Regions from separate parts of the Mus musculus genome. Here region 1 is linked to region 2. The links are chromatin contacts, called in public HiCAR-type maps. All regions are on one chromosome and are shown on one strand. The core of a region is the stretch at or near the end of the contact, and the rest is flanking DNA. Distances in the headings are between cores, read along the strand shown.

Region 1 (3,933 bases), core at 386-2,885, 410 kb after region 2:
AGCAACTGGACCACAGCTGAAGAAAAGTCAGAAGCTCAATTATTCTGTGCTTAGCAGATTGAGTCCTTATAGGTCATTTGCATAGAGCACTTTCCTGCATATACCCTCCCTGTTATATGGCAGCAATAGTGGGTAAGGTGTCTAATTTTTCTCTGTGCTAACCAGTGTCTTTCATATGGTTATTTGGAATTCATTCTCTGCCTGACTCTTCTATTGATATTATCTCCCTTTCTAGCCACATCTGAGGGGCCATTTCAATGTTCTGATTAAGGGCTTTCTGGTTCATATTCTAATATTCTGTGAGGCCAGGTGTCTTCTGACACCTATATATATATCACAGAAACAACAACAACAACAACAACTCTATTCTTACTTGGACTGTCTCAACACAGGGTTTAACCGCCTGTGGCTCGGAGCACCTCTTTTATATTCGCAGTAAACAGGCTCTGAAGTCAGTCCTAATTCTCCAGGCATCTTTATCTGTTCAAATAGAGTCTAAAAAACCAAGCAGTTCAGGATACACTTCCTCTTCTTGGGTTTCTTTGGGATCAGAAGAATGATGGGGGAGGAATATGTGACTTGCCATGAATTCTGTGTTACTCATTACTCAAGATTATTCATCAACCCAACAAAGTCTTCCAAACAGTTTCCTATTCAATCCTTTTCCCTGGCCTATGTAGGAGTCCAGAAAAACTGTAGCAGTAGCAATCTTTGTAAATGGAATTTTGTCTGTGTATGTATTAGGTAATGGGATGAATGTCAAAATTTTCCCCTCAGGGTCAATCCCTTTTAAACATTAGCTATCCATTGATAATGTTCAAAGCTGCCAGAATCAAAAGGATCAGCATATCATGGGGTGATGCCCAGCAAACAGACCTATAAACCAATTTTGATTCCAGTTTCACCCCACTTCCCACCCCCAAAGTAAAATACTGCACTTCCTTTACCAAGCTCAACCTTTTTTTTTTTTTTTTCAATAATTCCTTTTTTACTTGGCCAATGAAATGAATTACACAGAGATTATTTTCTGGAAAAATGTTTAAAAAAACAAAAACAAAAACAAAAAACAAACCCTGCTGCACACAGTTCTGTTTCTGATTGCAATCTGACTTGTGCTTGGTAAGTCTCACAGTACTTACTGTTCAGGAGCTTCAAAGTAGATTTCAGCATAAGAGATGGGCGAAAGCCACCCACAGTCAGTTTCAAGGTGCACACAGACCATGGAGCTAATTGTCAGTGCCGCGTGCTTTATTTGCACATTCCAAACAATTCAGTAACTTCCTCCCCTCCCCCATTTTTACCTGCAGGCCTGAAGTACTTTGGCATACTAAAACAATTTAGAATCATATTTACTTTGAAACAGTTCAATTAACTTAAGTATGAAAACATGTGCTCCAATGGTGAGTAGTTTAATTGGTTATTATGAAAAATAACTTCTTGTGCTGGGCCTTCCAATTCTTCTCCCTGGAAGAGCATGACCATGCTCAGGTGTTTGAGACTGGTACTCTGAGAAGTCTAGCAAAAACCTATGAGTAAAGAAAAGACAAGAAACGCATACGTGCTCGCTCTCTCTCACGCGCTCGCGCACACGCGCACACACACACCTGAGGTTTGGTTTCTATTTTCTGCTATGATTTTATTGCTTTCTTTTCCCTTGGAACAACTTTATAATGATTCATAAACAAGGCAAAGGTACGGGCCAAAGGGTCAAAAATTTTTACAGCTATTGCTTAAATACATTTATAACTGTGAGCCAAATTGATAAATGTAAAACAAAGAGGAATGTCAAGAGTACAGTGAAGAGTGATTAGCTGGGACAGGGCGACAAGCTTATAAGGCAACTCCACACACCCGAAAGAAGGGTTTCCTTCCATCTTCCATCAAAGGCTCAATTGTCCCAATTATATTTTTGTTAGAAGGCATAACTGAAGAATTGCAAAAGGATATGGGAGAACACTGTGCAAACATTCAAAGCACACCAGGTAATTCTGTACTGTGCTTTTGGATACACGGAAAAATGAAAATGTCAGTGGAAAAAAATACAAAGAAGCTACTGAGTAGGTATGAAGAAGACAAAAGAGGAAAGTGACTTGCTTTAGGAACAGCATTGGGAATGGAGAAATGGCTCAGCAATTAAGAGCACTTGCTGCTTTTATAAAGGAACAGGGTTCAGTTTCCAGCTCCCACATAGTGACTAACAACAGTAATGCCTGTCCCATGGGATTTGAAGTCCTCTGCTGGTGTGCTTCAGGTCCTGTGTGCATTTTCTATACTTACACACATGCAGGCAAAACACTCAAACACATGAAATAAGAACTATTTAATAAAAAGAAAAACCATGGTAAAGATTGTTGGTAAAATGTTGAAATATCATCAGTTTGAGTGGTAGCTTCATGTGGCTCTCTCCTATTTACCTGTTGACATTTACCTGTTCATGGTTAATTAATAAAACTTCTTTACCCATTAGGAAAACCCCACATTTTAAAAATCTCAGGTCAAAGATTTCCAAATCAATGATTGACTTCTATTCTTTACTGGGCCTTCATTTTAAAAGACCTGTTTCTCCTGGAGCCTGATCCCTGGTTGGAATATGCCCCGGCTGCAGTATTGAATGCTGAGGCCCTTTGTTTCTCATAGTAATCCTAGAGTGTAAGTATGGCCAGGTCAGCACAAAAGAAATCCCAGAACACATGTTGCAGAACCCTTAGGAAGGTGGTCCTAATAATCTGTTCTCATCAATGTAGCCACAGAAATGAGGAAATATCTGCTCAAAGGATAGCTTGTTGGTGTGTCCACTGCTTGTCCGGTACCCCCAGCTTAATCCAGAAACTTTTAAATCTGCTTAAAAATTATAGAGAGCTACGGTATATGATATATTTTTATTATTATTTAATTCCTCAGTGGTAAGGCAACAGCATCTTAAACCTCCAAATCTCCTTTAGTATAATTATTGGATTAACAATGGCTATAACACAGACTCCTTCACACACCGTTTAAAGCTTTAATTAGGAAATGTTGCAAATCCACATGTTGGTTCATGCAAGTACAATACTTCTAATGGAGCCTGTGCGCCATAAGTTCACAACATAAGATCCTTCCTCTCATAGAGGATGTCTGGCCTCGGTCTTCATAGGCACTGGTCATGGAGATAGTTCTGATTTAAGATAATTATTTTATGAGCTTCCTACATTAGGATGGTATGAAAATAATGCAAATTTATTGAAAATTACACTTCACATTTTTATCTTCTCTTATGCAGCTGCTGCTCAACAGAATTGCTCTTTGTGGCACTGGACCAGCAGGAAGATTATACTTCACAGTGATTGCTGAGCACAGTAGTGAGGTGACAGTACTCTGCATCTTCTGGTACTCTTCAATTGTGAAGACTTAGAGATTAGAGATGTTTGGGATGCTTTCTGACTAAATGATGTTTTCAACTTCTGATATATGTTTATTATGATATACTCTCCACCTTCCCATTGCTGTACAGCATCATTTTCAGAAACCATGGCAAGTGAGAACGTATGTGTATGCAAGAAGCTCACACCGAGGCTCTGAATACCCTACAGTTACTCTTAGGAAACTTACATTCTAATATTTTTTGTGTACTGGTAGTTAGCTGTAAAATAGGATTCCCAACTCTTCCCTTCTGCTCCCAGTACAGGCTGCAGTCTCCTGCATGTTGGAATTTCATCAGTGCAGAGTAGAAGGATGTATACTTGGAAGGTGTCTTAGTCAGGGTTTCTATCCCTGCACAAACATCATGACCAAAAAGCAAGTTGGGGAGGAAAGGGTTTATTCAAGTTACACTTCCCACATTGCTGTTCATCACCAAAGAAGGTCAGGACAGGAACTCAAGCAGGTCAAGGAAGCAGGAGCTGATGCAGAAGCCATGGAGGGATGCTACTTACTGGCTTGCTTTTCCTGGCTTGC
Region 2 (3,946 bases), core at 616-3,115:
TATGTATCAAAAGATGGCCTAGTCAGCCATCACTGGAAAAAGAGGCCCTGTGGACTTGCAAACTTTATATGCCCCAGTACAGGGGAACGCCAGGGCCAAAAAGGGGGAGTGGGTGGGTAGGGGATTGGGGGGTGGGTATGGGGGACTTTTGGGATAGCATTGGAAATGTAAACAAGGAAAATACCTAATTAAAAAAAAAAAAGAAAAGTATATGACAAAAAAACTGCTAAGCTTTAAACTGGAAAGGTTATTGGCTTCTTTTCCTTGGCTTCATCAGAGAACTGGAATTCCTGTGTTTTAACAGGGAAAAATTGCAAATGTTTGATTATATCATTTGCCTAGCTCTAGTCTTAATTTTGTGCTTGATTTAAGGAGTGCTATCTCACTGTGATACATGAATCTCCTGATCCTGCTAGACAATGAGATATTAGGAATGAGCAACTCTGGAGACATCTCCCCATTCCAGTATGTTATTGATTGTGAAGAATTGTTTAGGCCTACTTTGAACCATACTTGGATAAGGAGAAGAACATCTCTCCTTTCAAGGCAGATATTTATCCAAGCATAAAAGTAACCTAGGAGGCAAGTTCAGTTGCTAACTGAAAGAGTCCAGGCATATATCTCTGGTCCTCTGCATCTTCCCCTGCTATATGACCATTTCAGTGGGTTACTCTCAAGCTTAAAGGAGATGGACAATCCATGACAGATATTTGGCTTTTAAGCGACACTGAGGAATTTTGTTTCTCCATCACATCTATAGGTAACTCCTTCCATCTACATAGTAACATCTCTTTGGTTGACTATCCTCATCTACAGATTGTGGTTGAGACCGCAGGAGCCCTGTGTTTCCTGAAGCAGCTGCGCCTCCTCCACTCTCTTGTAATTCTGGCTATTGTTCTCTACATGTCTCACTAGGGGCATGCACCAGATGGCAGTGTCCCATTGAGGACAAGGATCCTCCTGGCCTTACCGCTTACTGACCAACTAAGTGACCAGTTGCTTTGCCATCTCTATGTGTGTTACAGGTCAATGGCATTAGCCTTGGGGCCTAGTTGATGTTCAATGTAAAAATAAACACTGGGAGGACTTCTACGCACGTTCTATTCCCCTTCAGTGGCAAAGTGTTTCATTTGCAAGGTCAATTGGAAAAGGTACATATGTAACTGGCGTAGTAAACAAGCACTTCAAATAGGTTTCTGTCAATGTTTACATTTCTACACACTTCAGCAACTACATAAGAGCCTTCCCAGCCGCTCAGACACACACTGCCAGGCACAGAACCACAGGCATTTGTAATTCAGACTCATTACCTATGAGAAGCTCTTCCATAGAACAGACAAATTTCATGGTGTTGACAATAGTAGAACATGATCCTGGTTATGTTATTTATTAACAGTGACCCTTTTTTAATGTGCCAGTGTTGGAATTAATATGTTTTAAAGATTTTACTAGGTCCACTTGTCTTCAGCTAAGAGCTCTAAAAACTCATGATGGCCAAGAGCCTTCCACTGAAAACTGCAATGAATGTTCCTACTATGCTACAGTCCACTGTGTATGCAGTTGTGGAGGTGTTTACCACAGCTACCTTTTAACACGAAGCTGGGAACACTGGAGTTTTTGTTACCTTTATTCATTTATCATCCCAATTTTACTCTAGGCTGCTGCCAGGCTCTTGAAAAGTCTAAGCACGGCTAAGGCACCCTTCTCACTCCGAAGGGCCATAAGTTTAATAAAAGGTTAATGATCAGCGAGAGTTTAAGCTTCTGCTAAGCAAGTGTGCTGCGAGTTCCTGAGCATGTGTGGTGTGTGTGTGTGTGTGTGTGTGTGTGTGTGCTTGCCCACACATTCCTGTCTTTGTTGCTGCTTTGCAAGGAGCTTGTGAGCTGACCGCTGAGTCATTTACACAAGGGCTGTGTGTGCTGTCTGGTGCAGGATTATGATGGCTGAAATGATAGAAAGTTGCTGTGAATTTCTTCCCAAGCCACACATCATCCGGGATTGCCAAGTTGAAAAAAAATTATAACCGAAGTAGATTTCCTCTTGTCACCTTTTCTCTCCTTGATTCTTACTTGCCCTTTACTCTGTCCTGAGCTACCCTGCAGCCTCTGACCAGGGGCAGTCATGTGCCCTCTGGTGACCTCTAAGGCCTCAGAGGAATCTGATTTTCCTACAGACGGCTGCCAGCTTGGTCTTGGGAATCCGATCCACTCTTGGATCTTTTGCAGGCTCCACAGTGGCATTTCAGAGTAGGCGCCATCCAGATCTCTGCCTCGCTTGTGCCCCAATATGTACAAGGACACTGCCTTGGCATTTCAAAGACCAGCACTGCCCCTGGGGAGGCTTGCTGTCCCCAGCAGTCCAGATGCCAACACCAGCACAAGTGCAATGAAGAAACAGCTTAGTGGGTGGCCGGGCCAGTTGAGTCCCTGTGGTGCCTATTAGAACAGAGTATGGCGACATAGCCCAGTTTAAGCTCAGCTGGATAACTGCCTGAGATTTAGTAAAGCGGGGCTCCCAAACGTGTTCTTCTTTTTTCCCAAAGTGTTAAGGATTGTGCTTCTGTACGAGACAGAAGAAATGGAGTAGACCTAGAAATGCTGGCTCCCTGTGACATTGTGATTTTGAGGAGAATGCAGAGGTAACCTAATGATTGGCCATTTCCAGAACTCATATGAGCTGAGATGGAGCCTGGAAATCTGCATTGTTTCAAAACGCAAGGCATGTTTTTCTGAGGCAGCCTGGGAATCATGACTTAAAATTTCTTCCTGACTCAAAACAGTATTAGTCTGCTATTTCCAGGAGGCCAAACCTAAGAGCAGCCTACAAGGTCACATGAGAAGACAGGAGGAGGGCCAGGCCGGACCTTAGTTCTCTTGGCAACTTGTCCACGGCCTGTTCTCCATTCTGAGCTGACTCAGACCCAGCCCAGTGCATGCCATATGAGCTTCAAAGGGCAGGTGATGACTGCGCTCCTTGTGGCCAAGGCAGATGGGTGCTTACAAAGCTTTTAGGAGGCTCTGAAAATAACAGTCATTGTCAAGAGAGCTGCAAAAGGGGAACCAGAGGGAAAAGGAACCAGGAGTCAGGGACTGAAACGATAAAACAATACACAGTGCTAAAAATGTATGGAGATAACAAAGAGTTAGTCAGAGAGGCAGGCATGGCTAGGTTCTTTGTTGAGTCATGCCCATGATCATTCAACATTAGTCGTGGAACTGGAGAAACTAGCCAGGCAGAGGTTTATTTGGAGAAAGGGGTAGACTCACCTCTTTTAATTCTACAAGAAGGTAAAGGTCATAAGGTGGGGAGGCAGAGGAATGGTCATATGCAAATAGCACTGAGCTACCCTGTAAAGTACTTAGGTTTTCTAATTAACCCGCTTGGGGGAAAAAAATGTATCTCTAAGTCATCGTCAAGATGTAAAGCCAAAGAGAAAACTCAAACTACCTTTGAGTTGCTGAGCATGTGAGCTATACCAGACAGACTTTTGCTGTCTGTCCCCTGGAAACAGTGAAAGTGACATTGAAGTCTTGGGAGGGGTCTCCACATATATTCATTCATTCACGTTTGATAACATGCAAAGGTATAATACTCTCCTTCTATATGAAAGAGGAGACTCTGCCCCGTCACCCTGAGCACGGTGGGCGGTGGTAAGGCAGATGCAAAAGGTGACTGCAGTACTGATGGTATGCTATATAGGTAGGCTTTCTTCTGTCTGGGCCTCACTATTCTTATCTGTAAAGTGGAGCAGCCTGCTCTCCCTAACCTCACAGTTACTATGGGGTAGGGGTGTCAAATGTCTTACTCCTTATAAGGTGACTCTAAGCACTGTCTCATTTAAGAATTTCAGTGAATGGGATTATCCTGGAAGCAGAAGGACTCAAGGTAGATTCTCCAGTACTCACTCAGGTTTTATTATTATTATTCAAATTTTTATTAGATATTT

The links. HiCAR-type assays count read pairs that join an accessible place to other places.
Region 1: a contact with region 2 is called in a HiCAR-type map of kidney, with 10 times the contacts expected there. The contact joins two enhancer-like sites. A contact is called at or near these places in 2 of 484 Hi-C or Micro-C datasets (the Patski cell line and muscle stem cells) and 1 of 115 datasets of contacts at active chromatin or transcription factors (kidney).

What each region holds. Positions count from the first base shown.
Region 1 is chr5:51,445,261-51,449,193 of GRCm38.p6, forward strand. No RefSeq gene overlaps it. Among named protein-coding and RNA genes, the nearest start is that of Ppargc1a, 110 kb to the right of the region's middle. Within about 2 kb of position 1,636, at least 11 of the 459 cell types and tissues checked have an H3K27ac peak or open chromatin away from gene starts, as enhancers often do. A contact at or near this core is called in kidney, where this site is marked.
Region 2 is chr5:51,038,841-51,042,786 of GRCm38.p6, forward strand. No RefSeq gene overlaps it. Among named protein-coding and RNA genes, the nearest start is that of Gm29924, 250 kb to the right of the region's middle. Within about 2 kb of position 1,866, at least 30 of the 459 cell types and tissues checked have an H3K27ac peak or open chromatin away from gene starts, as enhancers often do. A contact at or near this core is called in kidney, where this site is marked.